3 separate regions of the Sus scrofa genome follow, and all the other regions are linked to region 1. A link is a contact called in public HiChIP or PLAC-seq and promoter capture Hi-C data. All regions are on one chromosome and are shown on one strand. Each heading gives the region's core, a stretch centred on a gene start, on an enhancer-like site or on the middle of the called end of the contact. The rest is flanking DNA. Distances are from core to core; before and after follow the strand shown.

The links. Promoter capture Hi-C pulls out the DNA fragments that hold promoters and counts their contacts. HiChIP or PLAC-seq counts read pairs in DNA pulled down with a chosen protein or histone mark.
Region 2: a contact with region 1 is called in an H3K27ac HiChIP or PLAC-seq map of alveolar macrophages. The contact joins the promoter of XDH here to the promoter of YPEL5 in region 1. A contact is called at or near these places in 2 of 2 datasets of contacts at active chromatin or transcription factors (alveolar macrophages and skeletal muscle).
Region 3: a contact with region 1 is called in a promoter capture Hi-C map of liver, with 5 times the contacts expected there. The contact joins the promoter of MEMO1 here to the promoter of YPEL5 in region 1. A contact is called at or near these places in 1 of 5 promoter capture datasets (liver) and 1 of 47 Hi-C or Micro-C datasets (embryonic fibroblasts).

Annotation. Positions count from the first base shown.
Region 1 is chr3:109,193,218-109,198,091 of Sscrofa11.1, forward strand. It overlaps YPEL5 (protein yippee-like 5), which reads right to left and starts at 3,426. Exons shown (of 3, transcript XM_003354871.4): 1 at 3,305-3,426.
Region 2 is chr3:107,984,805-107,989,184 of Sscrofa11.1, forward strand. XDH (xanthine dehydrogenase) reads left to right here and starts at 2,392. Exons shown (of 36, transcript NM_001285974.1): 1 at 2,392-2,433. The coding sequence starts at 2,392.
Region 3 is chr3:107,540,831-107,545,333 of Sscrofa11.1, forward strand. It overlaps MEMO1 (mediator of cell motility 1), which reads left to right and starts at 1,646. Exons shown (of 9, transcript NM_001244877.1): 1 at 1,646-2,095. The coding sequence starts at 2,035.

The DNA.
Region 1 (4,874 bases), core at 2,176-4,675:
AAAAGAAAATGATAAATTGAGTTTGAGACATAAAACCAATTTTCCAATTTTTGTACAAAATATTCACCTAGCCAAGGTTTCAGTGACCCAAACAAGCTGTGCTTTCCTTTTGTTCTCTTGCAATACCTGACCAGTTTACTTTGCTGTTTCAAATGTTCTGGTTGTAAAACCAGGTTTTCATTTGACAGTAATGTTTATATTTTTGTTTTTGTCCCCCAAATAATGTCTCTGTTGTTGTTAAACATTTTCCAAGTTCACTATGTTTCTATAATACTTACTGTTTAGTCATCACTAGAAAATAAGACTAGTCATGTAACTCAGTGAGTCAGCTAAACAATCTGAGTTGGTAATGTCCCCAAAACAGCTTTTGGCAAGACAAATTCAAGATCTCTTTGTTGTGATGCAATGCACCATGAGTCAAAAAAGCCTCTAATTGGATGGACTGGAATATAATTTAACTGTCTGGTTTCCTGATTCAGGTGTCAAGTAGCCAAGTTTAATGTCACAGGTAAGGTTCAGTTCCTACACTTCCCAGCATTACTACACAGGATTACCAGAGAAACTGATATTGGTTTATATGGCCATTGAGGCACTATGAAGCCTAAAATGATACTCTGGGCAGGATTATACTTAGGAGGAATATCTTCACTTCTCAATATTTAGGAGCTGCTTCCATGGAGTCCTTTTTTTTTTTTTTTTGGAGGGCAGTGGCTAGTTTAAGCTCTTGTTTTTAGACTTAATTTTGGCCTATTTCCCTTCCTTTTTGTCCTTTCTCTTTCTCTCCTACCACTTATGTAGAGAAAAAGAAAACTAAGACAACTAAGTCTAGGGAAAAGTCCTCAATGATCCAACCAGTTATTTTAGAAGTAGCCACATGTAGGCGTTCCTGTTGTGGCTCAGTGGTTAAGGAATCCAACTAGGAACCATGAGGTTGCAGGTTTGACCCCTGGCCTTGCTCAGTGGGTTAAGGATCTGGCATTGCGGTGAGCTGTGGTATAGGTTGCAGATGCGGCTCGGATCCAGAGTTGCTGTGGCTCTGGTGTAGGCCAGCGGCTACAGCTCTGATTTGACCCCTAGCCTGGGAACCTCCATATGCCTCAGGAGCGGCCCAATAAACGGCAAAAAGACAAAAAAAAAAAAAAAAAAAAAAAAAAAAAAAAAGAAAGAAAAGAAATAGCCACATGTATTTCACTAGCCATTTTAGAAAAGTGGATAAAATCCAATTTGTCTCCCTGTATAAAGTTAAATAATTTACTTAGCATATTTCTTCAACACGTTCTCCTACAGATAAGACAGCTGCCAGAGATCAACTTGAAGGGGGAAAAAAAAGAAAAAGGCCAACCAGTAGACCCCTCTTGAGCACTGAGCTGGAAGAGAATGTGATAAAAGTAGCTTTCAGTCCTTTCCAAGGAGCATGATATTTTACCTGGTATTCCAGTACAAACCCAGAAAGAGAATGGAAAATATTTTGTGTGCCAAATTCCACAAGCTCCACCTTCTCACTGTTTGTAAAGGTTCCAGGACTTCCGCCCACCAGCCCCTGTCGGCCTAATAGCAACCCAAAGCTTCTTCATTTTCTAGGTCTAATCAATACCAATCCACTCTAGAATGCTTCCTACTTCACTTACTCATTTCTCACTGCCCCACTTCTGGATTCTTACAACACTCATTTGATAACTTACTCGTATTTAACACTGTAATGTTACCTAAATTTATTTGCCTATACCTGTTTACTAAAAACTGTAAGCTTCTAGAGAAGAGACAGTAAATTCTTTGCAATTTCCTTCTTATCTAACACAGCACAAGTATGCAATAAACTCAGAGGAAAAGACTCCACCAAGACACTTCACATCTGCCACAAATATGTACCCTGGACACACTTCACACATTTTGGTCCGTCTTTGTTGGGACACAGCTGCAATACTGTACGCGCGAAGTTAGCTAATATCCTATTACCCCTAGTTACTGCACTAGCGAGTCTAATTTTCCAAAAACACAAGGTTAGCTTGAGGTTACTTCAGGTTTTCCATCTGTCAAGGAGACCTGGAATAAAAATCCTCAGATTACTAACGGTACTCTGTAAACAGAAAAAGTTTAAAAATAAATGAGGTGTAAACCTTCCCAGACTCTCCCTGGAAGGCGAGATTAACAGCTCTTGAAATTAAACAGATCTTTGTAATATTTCAGTTTTCTAATTCCCTGTCCGGAATTTTCATTGTCCTACCTACCTACATAGGAGTGCAGAATAAAGGGGTGGCCAGAGCGGGCCTACCGCCCCACCAGCTAGGAAAGTAGGAAGGCGGCTCGCCGCGGAGCAGCAGGGGGCTGCGGTCTGCTGCGCGACCCCCGCCCCGGGGGCGCTCCGCCGCAGCCGCCCAGGCCCCGCCGCCCCGGCTGGCCCCAGCTGATTGCGGGCACGTGACGCCGCGGGCCAATCGGGAGGGGCCGGGGCCGAGCGCGGCGCGGTGCGGCCTCCTCCGGCACAACAAACACTGGCCGGAAACAGCTGAGCGGGCGGCCCCGAGGCCCCGGACGCCCGATTGCTGCCCAACAGTCGTGCCACGCCCTCCTTCAAGCGGGCGGGGGCCCCCTCCCTCTGCCCAGGGGTCTGCTGGGGTGCAGTGGGGCAGGTGGCGACATCCACCCTCCGCAAACAAAAGCCAACACCTCCCTTCGCCCGTAGCAAGTGCCAGCTGGCGGGGGATGTGGGCCTTTTGAAGGACGGGCGTAATCTCGGCCGCACATCTCGCAGTTGAGATCGGACTTCACTTCATAGCAGCAGACACGGGCCTCTCGGACGACAGTGGCGGCTGGGGGCCTGGGGCGCGTCCCCGACACTGCGGCGGGGACGCGGCCCGTGGGGGCGGGGCAGCCGAGGCGGCGGGGTCTGCGGCCCAACTGCCCGCGGAGGGGGCGCCGGAGGCCTGGGCTGCGACCGGGAGGGCCTCTGAGGCAGCGCCGGGGCGGGAGGACACGGGCGCTGAGCAGGGGGTCGCGGCTGTTGGGGTCACGCCAGTCGCCCTGGTTGCGCGGCGGGGGCGGGCCAACCGCGGCCGCCGCGCCTGGGCCTCACAAAGAGGAAACAGGCCAGCTCGTCAGCCCGCAGCCCAGCCACCCGCGCCAGCCCAGAGGGGCGGGGGTCGGCCGCGCTGGGACCCCGGGGGTGAAGGCAGCCAGGCAAGGATACTTCCTGCATGGGCCCCCCCCGCCTCGGGCCGATCCCTCAGTGCTTCCAAGCCGCCCACCCGGAGGAGGGTCTCGCCCCCACCCAGCCCAGAACCCAGCCCCCGACCGGTGCACTCACCCCGAGCTGCTGTGAGATCCGCCGGTACCTACGGCTCTTCGCTCCTCAGCTGAGATGAAGCCCCTCAGCCACCCGTCTCCAGGTTTGGTCAGGCCCTGGCCTTGGCCCCGCCTCTCCCTGGTAGGGCCTCACCGTCAATCACCAGTCGTAGCTCCGCCTCTCGAACAGTCGGCTCTCCTGGTTGGCCCAGAACGCCCTTCATTCCGAGGCCCCTCCCTTTCTATGGGCCCCGCCCCTTCTGGGTTTCACCCTCCCCCACTCACTCCCTGGTTTGCTTCTTGGCCCACCCCCCCCAGAAGGCGCAGATCCCTGGCTAACTCCCGGCAACTCGCTCCGCCCCTGACCCAACATCCTGGACTCGTACAGCCAATCAAATGGACTAACTCGGCCCCCTCTCTCGAGGTGGCCAATGTGGAGAGACCTAGGATCCACCCCCTTCCCAGCTGAGAGCACACAACACAGCATCCACGTGAGTCAGCTTCTTAAAGGCGACTGCTCAGCCTTTCTAATTGCAGCACCTGTGAGACAGCGTCACCAGGTGGTGTCTAGGGCCTAGTTTCCTGAGGCCCACTGATGAGAAATGAAAACCAACAGGCTGTTTTTGTAGGCAAGACAGGTGCCTAAAATGGACCCTGTAATTCATTTTTTTGAGATTGTTTACTATTGACCTGCCTTATAGTGGGCCACCTTTTATTTACAAACCTCAAACCCTTTGGGACTGGGCATATAGAATTCTTGAAGAAAGGATTTTATTTACAATTCCCTGAGTTCGTTCTTGATAGTGGAAGTCATTATCAAAAAGTTGAGAAAATTCGGAGTTCCCATTGTGGTGCAGTGGAAACGGACTAGAAACCATGAGGTTGCGGGTTCGATCCCTGGTCTCCTTCAGTGGGTTAAGGATCCGGCGTTGCTGGGAGCTGTGGTGGAGGTTGGCAGCTGTAGCTCTGATTGGACCCCTAGCCTGGGAACCTCCATATGCCGTGGATGCGGCCGAAAAAAAAAAAAAAAAAGGTAGAAAATTCAGTCTTTCTACAAGATTTTTCTTTGCCTCAGAGTCTGAGATTTGTTTGTTGAAAAGGGTAACTACTCCCTTAATCTTCATCAACACTTAAGATGGAAGGTTTTGTGTTTCATTAAATTAGAATTTCCCAGGTAATTACATTAATGGTCTTTCGATGACCTGCAGGATAAAGTAATGGTCGAGGATGCCTGTTTCTCCGGTAAAAAAGACTAATATTTGAGACTAATCTGCCAGGTGCTTAAAGCTATCTAGCAGGACAGAAGTTTTGAAGGCAAATCCTAACATTCGACTCCTCACCAAACCCAAACTATTTTCATTCAGTTCAGATAAAAACCTGAACATTAAAGGTAAAAGAACCTTTTTTTTTTCTTTTTTTTTTTTTGGTGTTTTTAGGGCTGTAGCCATGGCATTTGGAGATTCCCAGGCTAGGGGTCGAATTGGAGCTGTAGCTGCCAGCTTATACCACAGCCACAGCAACACCAGGTCCCAGAGTCTGCAACCTACACCATAGCTCACAGCAATGCCAGATCCTTAACCCACTGAGTGAGG
Region 2 (4,380 bases), core at 1,142-3,641, 1.2 Mb before region 1:
TCTAATCGGAGCTGTACCTGCCAAGCCTACGCCAGAAACACAGCAACGCAGGATCCGAGCCACGTCTGCAACCTACACCACAGCTCACGGCAACCGCCGGATCGTTAACCCACTGAGCAAGGGCAGGGACCGAACCCACAACCTCATGGTTCCTAGTTGGATTCGTTAACCACTGCACCACTACGGGAACTCCTCTTTTGAAAGATTTTATTTGCAATCAAAAGAGGAAAATGATGGATAAAAATTTCACATATTGAGATATGGGGAAGTCACTTCGGCTTACATATGATTTAACTTAAACTTTATGTGGACTAGAACAGACTGTTTTGTGGCATATTATACATATATTGTACATACGCTTTAATGGATAAATCAAAGTCTGCATTGACCAGAAGTAAGACTTTCTTATCATTTTTATTTTTATTATTATTTTCTTTCTTTATAGGCCACAAGTGTGGCGTATGGAGGTTCCCAGGCCAGGGGTTGAATTGGAGCTGCAGCTGCCAGCCTACACCACAGCCACAGCAACACCAGATCTGAGCCTCATCTGCAACCTACACCACAGCTCGCAGCAATGCCAGATCCTTAACCCACTGAGCAAGGCCAGGGAACAAACCCACGTCTTTGTGGATGCTAGTCAGGTTCACTTCTGCTGAGCCACAACAGGAGCTCCAAGGATGTATGTTTTAAAAATAAATATTAATTCTACACTTGTGCTACTACTCTTTTGATGGTAAGTCTCCTTTCCCAGGTGCCAGGGCTTTACTGACTCTCTGTGTAGGTGCTGATCTTTTTTTTTTGAAATGATGAAGAAATGTATTCCTCTCATGTTAGATGTATTTTTTTCTGACAAGCTATAAAACTGTGCTGAAAACCATGCTTCTCCGGAAGAGTTTTTCAGAGCTATCAGACTGTTTTCTGGATTATAGTTCTCAGTTTGACTCAAACAAAACTCTCCAGTATTATTATTATAAATGATTATTGATGACTTTTGTCACCAAAGCATATCCCCAGACATTGCTAAAAGGCTTCTAGGATGGGCTTCCACCTGTCCAGTTAAGAATGACTGTTTCATGCTGACCAGTCATGCTAGTTTGCCCAGGACTGAGGGATTTACAGGAATTTAGTGCTAAAACCAAGCTATCCGGGGACAAACTGGGATGATTAGTCTCCCTACAACTAGGGTTTCATCTCCTGCTTAGATAAAGGCTGTTGTGGTGAGGGGTGTTGTGTTGAAAACATGGTGGTTGTCCTGGCAATCTTCAGTTTCTCCAAGTTATTTTGGTACCAAGTACACCTGCCCAGTACTGCTCTCTTCCTCCCTCATAGCCCTACTCCAGAGAGGCTAGCTGAGTAGAAGACGACCAGAGGGGTGTGTGGGTGTGTGGGTGTTGGGAGGGGCAGTTGGGTGCTGGACTTGATAGCCCATTGGTGCCGTCTGAGTGGGTGATATACGTGTGTGTTTATACCAGGAGTTAATGGGAACTGGATTGGGGAAGGTTTTCAGCTCTGTATTAATTTGGCCTATGGTTATGGGAGGTGCACATTTTACTTGTTACAGTATTTTGAAATATTTTTTGAGTTAGGCTGACAATTCAATCAAGGGCATTTCCCTGACAGAAATGAAAGGAAAACGTCACAGATGTTTTATTATCAGGATTATTTTTTTTTGTGCTGTTGAGAATGCATTTGTAATAATAATACAAGTTTGGTTGTTTGCAAATTTACAAAGCATTTCCAAAATACAGCCCTTTTGCTCTTGGTGTCATTCATTTGCCCATTTGCAGGATGAAAATCAGTGAGTTCTGAAAGTGGTAAGTGACCTGCTGAGGTCAGAGGCCAGATTTTATATCTGATCTGTATCTTGTAACTCCATATTTCTCCAGGCTGCGGGGAAAAGAGTCCTGCATGGAAGTGCTGAGTGTGGGTCGCAGTAAACCTAAATGGTAAAATGACAAGTGTGGACGCGGAGGGTGTGAATCACCTCTATTGCTGAGACTGTGACTGTGACCATGCCCCTCCCCCCTGGGTCTTCAGCAAGTGGGGGGATGAAGCAGTTCTGTGAGGCTTGTGACTGAGACCCACGGTCCCCTGGCATCAAGGCATCCCCCTGCTGATATTGGCCCGTGGTTTCCTCTGTGCTCTTTGATGTAAGTGTCGGGGGCGTGATGTGCTGTGTATGATTGTTTGCATTTTCCTTGATTATGTAAACTGGTGGCTTTGCCAGGAACTCTCTGTGCCCCGAAGCTCTAAGCTGGGTCCCTGCCATTGGCTGACTTCATTCCATTTTATTGGGAGGCGTATTTTTCAAGTGGCAGAGCAGTGATAACTGGCAGTGACTCTTGGGCGTGAGGCACCTGCAGTTCAGGGGACCCCCCCCAACTCATGACAATGACAGCAGATGAGTTGGTTTTCTTTGTGAATGGCAAAAAGGTAAGCAGCAGCTGAGCATTCCTCTGGTTTCCCTGCTCCCTGGGAGGGATGTGTATCCTTTGGAAAAGGCTCCTTCTTGTTCTCTCTCTCTGTGTTCTCCCTTACTTGTTCGCCTTTTTCTCTCTTCCTTTGGAGCTGTGCTACATCTGGGATAATCTTGGGGAAGCGGACCTTCTTAGTGCTAGAACGCAGTCAAGATATTCATGGGGCAAAGGAGTGATGGGGAGGGAAGCAAGAAGAAACATGTCAAGGTGTCTCTGAGCTCCACTTGTGCCACCCTGCCCCTTTTGCAGTAGTAGAGACACTGGCATGAAGCTGAGAAAGGTGGGCAGGGTTCTAGGTAAGACTGGAGGTCACCCACTGCACCTCTCTTTCTGTGTTTAGGCAAATGTATCTTAAGGCTTTTGTTGCTTTCTTTACTGAGAAAAGGAGCAGGAATGTGTTTTTTTGCTAATGTGAAAGTATGAGATGTACTCAGCATTGATTCTTTAAAAATTTTTTTTATTAAAGTATAGTTGATATACATTGTTGTTTCAATTTCTGCTATATAGCAAAGTAACCCAGTCATATATGTGTTATATATATATATACGTGTGTGTGTATGAGTATATATATATATATATATATATATATATATATATATATATTCTTTTTTTCATATTATCTCCCATTATGTTCTATCACGAGAGACTGGATATATTTCCCTGTGCTGTACAGTAGAATCTTATTGCTTATCCATTCTAAATGTAATAGTTTGCATCTACTAACCCAAATTCCTGTCCATCACATAGCTTTTTTTTTTTTTTTACATATATATGTATTTTCTTTTTCTCACTTTATGCTCTACCATGTTCCATTACAAGTGACTGGATGTAGTTCCCTGTGCTATACATTAGGATCTCATGGCTTATCCACTCCAAATGCAATAGTTTGTATCTATTAACCCCAGATTCCCAGTCCATCCCATTCCCTCCCTCTCCTCCTCGCCCTCCCCCTTGGCAACCACAAATCTGTTCTCCAAGTCCATGAGTTTCTTTTCTGCAGAAACGTTCATTTGTGCCATATATTAGATTCCAGATTTAAGTGATTTCCTATGGCATTTGTCTTTATCTTTCTGACTTACTTCACTTAGTAGGAGAGTCTCTAGTTCCATCCATGTTGCTGCAGATGGGATTATGTCATTCTTTTTTATGGCTGAGTAGTATTCCATTGTGTATATATACCACTTCTTCTTAATCCATTCATCTGTTGATGGACATTTAGGTTGTTTCCATGTCTTGGCTCTTGTGAATAGCGCTCAATGAATATGTGGGTGCATGTGTCTTTTTCAAGGAAAGTTTTGTCCAGATATATGCCCAAGAGTGGGATTGCTGGGTCATATGGTAGTTCTACATTTAGTTTTATGAGTTACCTCCATACTGTTTTCCATAGTGGTTGTATCAGCTTGCATTCCCATCAACAGCGCAGGAGGGTTCCCTTTTCTCCACACCCCTTCCAGCATTTGTTATTTGTGGACTTATTAATGGCCATTCTGACTGGTGTTAAGTGTTATCTCATGGTGTTTTGATTTGCACTTCTCTAATAATCAGGGATGTTGAGCATTTCTTCATGTGCTTATTGGCCATCTGCGTATCTTCTTTGGAGAAATGTCCATTCAGGTCTTTTGCCCATTTTTCAATTGGGTTGTTGGTTTTTTTGCTGTTGAGTTGTATAAGTTGTTTATATATTTTAGACATCAAGCCCTTATCAGTTGCATCATTTGAAACAATTTTCTCCCATTCCGTAGGTTGGTCTTTTTGGTTTTTTGTTTTATGGTTTTCTTTGCTGTGCTTTGATTCTGATGTTTCATCAGCAGAAATGGAACAGCTATCTTGTGTGAGGATGTATACTGACATCTTGTGGCAAGCTACAATTTTTGTCTCATAAAGGGCATGTTTTTGCCACCCC
Region 3 (4,503 bases), core at 396-2,895, 1.7 Mb before region 1:
GTTGACCAGGTTTTAGGACTGGCATCTTACACAAGATCCTTAGGCCTTAAAGTCGAAAAAGGTGGCAGGAGGGGTAGAAACAGGATACTACCTTAAAATAAAAAAGAAACAAAAACAAACTATTATTATGACACTAGGAAAATTTGAAAATTAAGCAGTCAGTTGTTTGCTTTGGACTCTGCTGGGGAATCTGTTTAATATGAAATTCAGATATAACAATTTTAAGGTTTAACCCCAAGTCTTTCATTGAGGGTATGAAACTTTCTTACTCTCTTCCTAGTTTTGTAAGTATTTCATAACAACATTTCCTCGGAGGTCAAAGGTATTCTACTTAGTTGTGATTCTTGTATAATTTTAAAGTCATTCTTTGTTCCTGATACTTAGGTGGAATATTGGGATTTAAAAGACAATGGAAGGTTAGGGAGTTCCCCTCGTGGCTCAGTGGTTAATGAATCCGACTAGGAACCATGAGGTTGTGGGTTCAATCCCTGGCCTCGCTCAGTGGGTTAAGGATCCAGCGTTGCTGTGAGTTGTGATGTAGGTCGCAGATGTGGCTGGGATCCTCCGTTGCTGTGGCTGTGGTGTAGGCCGTCGGCTACAGCTCCAGATAGACCCCTAGCCTGGGAACCTCCATACGCCGAGTGTGCGGCCATAGAAAAGACCAAAAGAAAAAAACAAACAAACAACAAAAAAGATAACGGGGGGTTGGAAATAATGTTTGTTGTATGACTACTCTATCAGACCCTTTACATTTATTGATTTTTATCCTGGGGACGCACCTTGAGTAGTGTTATGCCTATTTTAGAGATGAGAATAACTGAGGGCTGTTATATCACACTGCAGTCGTTACAGAGTTGAGACATGCAGTTACATAAATATAACTTGAAACAAGATAACCGTTTACGGTGTCAAAGCCATGGTTAGGTGGTAAAAGTGGCTCTCTGAAGCAAAAACTAGTATTTGCAGGATCACAGGCACACTACCATGCTCCTGCTTCTACAAATGCACTTCCCAACGTGGCCGCAGACACGCATGCCAAGGAGTGAAACCTTGCGGGGTAAGTATCCACTAAGGACTCCTGTTATGGTGGGGAAACCGGGGCGACTTTCCGCGTGGAGAGCTGCCTCTGCGTGTCCTCTGTGCTCTTCGTTTAAGGAAGTTGGCTGGGGGAGGGGGCTTGCCCTGCGGCTGCGTCCTGCTCCGCACGCCCTCCCCCTCCCAGCCTCTGCTGCCACTAAACCCCGGAGAGCGGAGCGTGCACGTTGAGAATCCTCGGCAGGCCTGGCCGCGGCTGCTGGGCATGCTCAGTGGGCAGGACTCGTTAGAGTGGCGAGTAAGGAAGCGTTGGCTCTTCTCCGGGTCTGCCTTCCCCGGTTCAGGCCCCGGCCCTGGGCTTTTGTGTGCGCGGAGCTGCAGCCGCCGCTGCCTCCTCGCGGGGCCGCCCGACCCCAGATGCCGTCTGGCCTGTCCGGTGTACGTCGTTAACCTCGCCGCGCGGCCGGAGGAGGAGCGGGGCGGGGCCGGCGGGCCCGCGGCCGGGCGGGCAGGAGGGCCCCGCTGGGGTAGGGGTGGGTGCGGGGAGTCCCGCGGGGGTGGGGGGAGGGGGCGGGCGCGGAGTCACGGGGGTGGGGTCACCGGCGTTGGCTCCGGGAGGCCGACCCGGAGGGGAGGGGGCCGTGGGGGCGGCTCGGCGGAACCTGCCCCGGCTGGGGAGCAGCGGCGACTCCGGGGGCCGGGGCCAGGGCTTTCCCGGCTTCGGTAAAGCCGCCGCGGGCCTCATCTTCCGGCGGTCGCCCGAGTTTGTGGTGATTGTTGCCGCCGCCGCCACCGCCCCGGCTGCCATCTCCTCCTCCTCCCGGCCGCCGCCTCCTCCTCTTCCTCCTCCTCCTGGGCCGGGCTGATCCCCTCCCCGCTGCCGCCTCCTCCTGGGCTGGGCCCGCGGTGTCTCGTCCCCTTGCGGAGCCGCTCCTGCCGCCGCCGCCGCCGCCGCCTCCTCATTCATCCTCGTGCACCATAGGCGGCACAGGCACCAAGATGTCCAACCGAGTGGTCTGCCGGGAAGCCAGTCACGCCGGGAGCTGGTACACAGCCTCAGGTAGGGCCCCAGGCCGGCCGGCCCGCCCGCCGCCGCTGCCGCCTGGCCCCGCGCCCGGCCGGCCGAGGTCGGCGGCTCGGCCCCGCGCGGCAGCGGGAGGGACCAGGGCGCGGACGGCCGCCGGCCGCGGACCGCGTGGGGAGGGAGCGGGCCGGAGGCGGGCCTCGCCGCCTCCCCCACCCGGGCGGCATCCCGCGGGGCAGCTCCGGGTCGGCCGGCCTCACGCTCTGCCCCGAGTTGGGCGAGAGGGGAGAGTTGCCGCCTGGGCAGCCTGCCCCCTCCCTCGGGACCAGGCTCGAGGAAAGAATGTGCTCCTGGTCCGAGCCTACTTATCGCCTCCCCCGGCTCTTGGGAAGCGGGCGGCGGGCCGCAGCCACCCCCGGCAGGACGGTTTGCACGGGGCCGAGCGACCCTCCGCCCTCCGGCCGCGGGAGGGACGCTCCTTCCTCTTCTCCCCTCTTCTTTCCTCTCCTCTCCGCCGGCGCTCCGAGCGTTGCCCGCGACCGGGGAGTTCTCAGGCTCCCGGGGCGCACGCCCGCTTCTGCCGGCCGGTGTCTGGCCAGGCGGTCTTGGCAGTTTAAAAGAGAGGCCGCATTTCCCCCTCAGCGTTCAGGTGCTCAGCCGGCTGGAGAAGAGCGAAGGGTAGTACTCGTTGGCGTTGCCAGACCAGAGGCAAGGTCTTGGCATGTGGGATCTGCGAGCAGAGGCCCTTTTCTGGGATTTGCAGCTCTGTCTGTTGGGGGTAGGGTAGAAGTATTACTAAGCAGAGGCTTGGGGTGGCCTCCCAGCTCTTTTGTCAGTGTTTTCATTGTTACTGTCATTCACGAAAGGGGCAGCTGGAGATGGCATCAGCACTTTTCCTGAGCAGCCTCTCCAGTCTCTAGTCGCTCAACACCGAGTAGGTGCTGGCACTACCTAATAACGCGTTGGGTCAGGTTTTGAGAGAGTTTATAGTCTTCTGTCGACACTGTCCAAAAACATTTTAGGGATCTTTATGTAAGAGAGAGTAGGGACTTTCCCTTTAATAAAGCTCTTGTTAGAACGACTGTTTTCTGGGGTTATTTTCAGGAGTCACATTTATGGTAAGTTGACAAAGTTGCACTGTGATTCCTGAGTTTTCAGTCATTTGCAGTTGGCCTGTCAATAACTAGACCCAGTTCTTTAATGCGGATGGGATCATGCTTCCTTTTGCAGTTAGCTGGGTTGGATAGTGACATGTTTTGTGAGAAAACAAAGATTTGGAGGAAAATTCATTTCTCTGAGGTTGCTAAACTCATTAAATACAAACACTTTACTGACTCACTGAATATTTGCTGTGTTAAGAAGATACAAAGAATTATGATGATATAGACTTGCAAGCTTAACAGGTAGCTATAGTTGTGCATTAAGCAGATGACTTTTAATAGTTACAGTGGCTTCCCTCATGGTCCTAAAGTACTTCATAAACATTTGATCAGTTCTCACAACCTTAGAATGTCAGTTAAGTTTTTCTTTTTCTGCTTATGGGGATGCTCCCAAGACTCTGTACAAACCAGTGAGTGGCTGAAGCGTGATGGAAGTCAGTGGCTCCTGGGTTTGTCCTCCAATCAGTGCATTATTAATATTAAAATTATCAATGAATAATAGTCTTTTCAGGGTTGTAAATCACTAAGCTTTTTTTTGTGCATTGTGTTTTGAAGCGTTAAAGTCTCAGTTTTCACTTTCATGGCCATCCTTTGGTTAATTTGTTTTTGTTTTCTGTACTTTTCAAAAGTGTTTTAAACTTTTTTGTGGTTTGAATTGAAATGTGGGCAAATGATTCTGGAGGAATTTTTATAGGTTCTTGAACATTCTTTGTCTAGTAAAATAAGGCATAGTTCACACTTCTGGACTTGAAAAGTCTTCTTCACTAATCTTCTCAAGTCTAAGAAGAATCCTTTAATCCATCTCAAAACATTCTGTGATTAAAACTATTAATAGGGAACTAAAATGTGCAGCTTTCTTAAAATTTTATTAAAGTATATTAGTCCCCAAACTCTGAATGAAATCATTAATGCTATTTTGGTAATGTGGATTGTCATAGAGAACCTTAGTGTTTTAAAAAAAAAAAAATCAGATTGTGGCTTGTGTGTGTGTTGTGTTTATATGTGTGACTTTTAACTTGAGTGAATTTAAAGGGTGAATTTAAAGCGATTTAGTTATAAAAGCTTATTTTGTATTTTAAAAATGAGTAAAAATATAGGTAAGTAAATTTTGACTTGGTCAGGTAACTTCTAGATTGATATCATTGTATCAGTGTATCTAGACTGATAACATTGACCACTGGAAAATTTCTACTTGTGTGATGATTCATTCCCCCCTTAACCTAGTCCTAAAAACACGTAATAGCAGAGAGAGAGAGATGTGTTTTTGATTGTCATTCTGTAGTT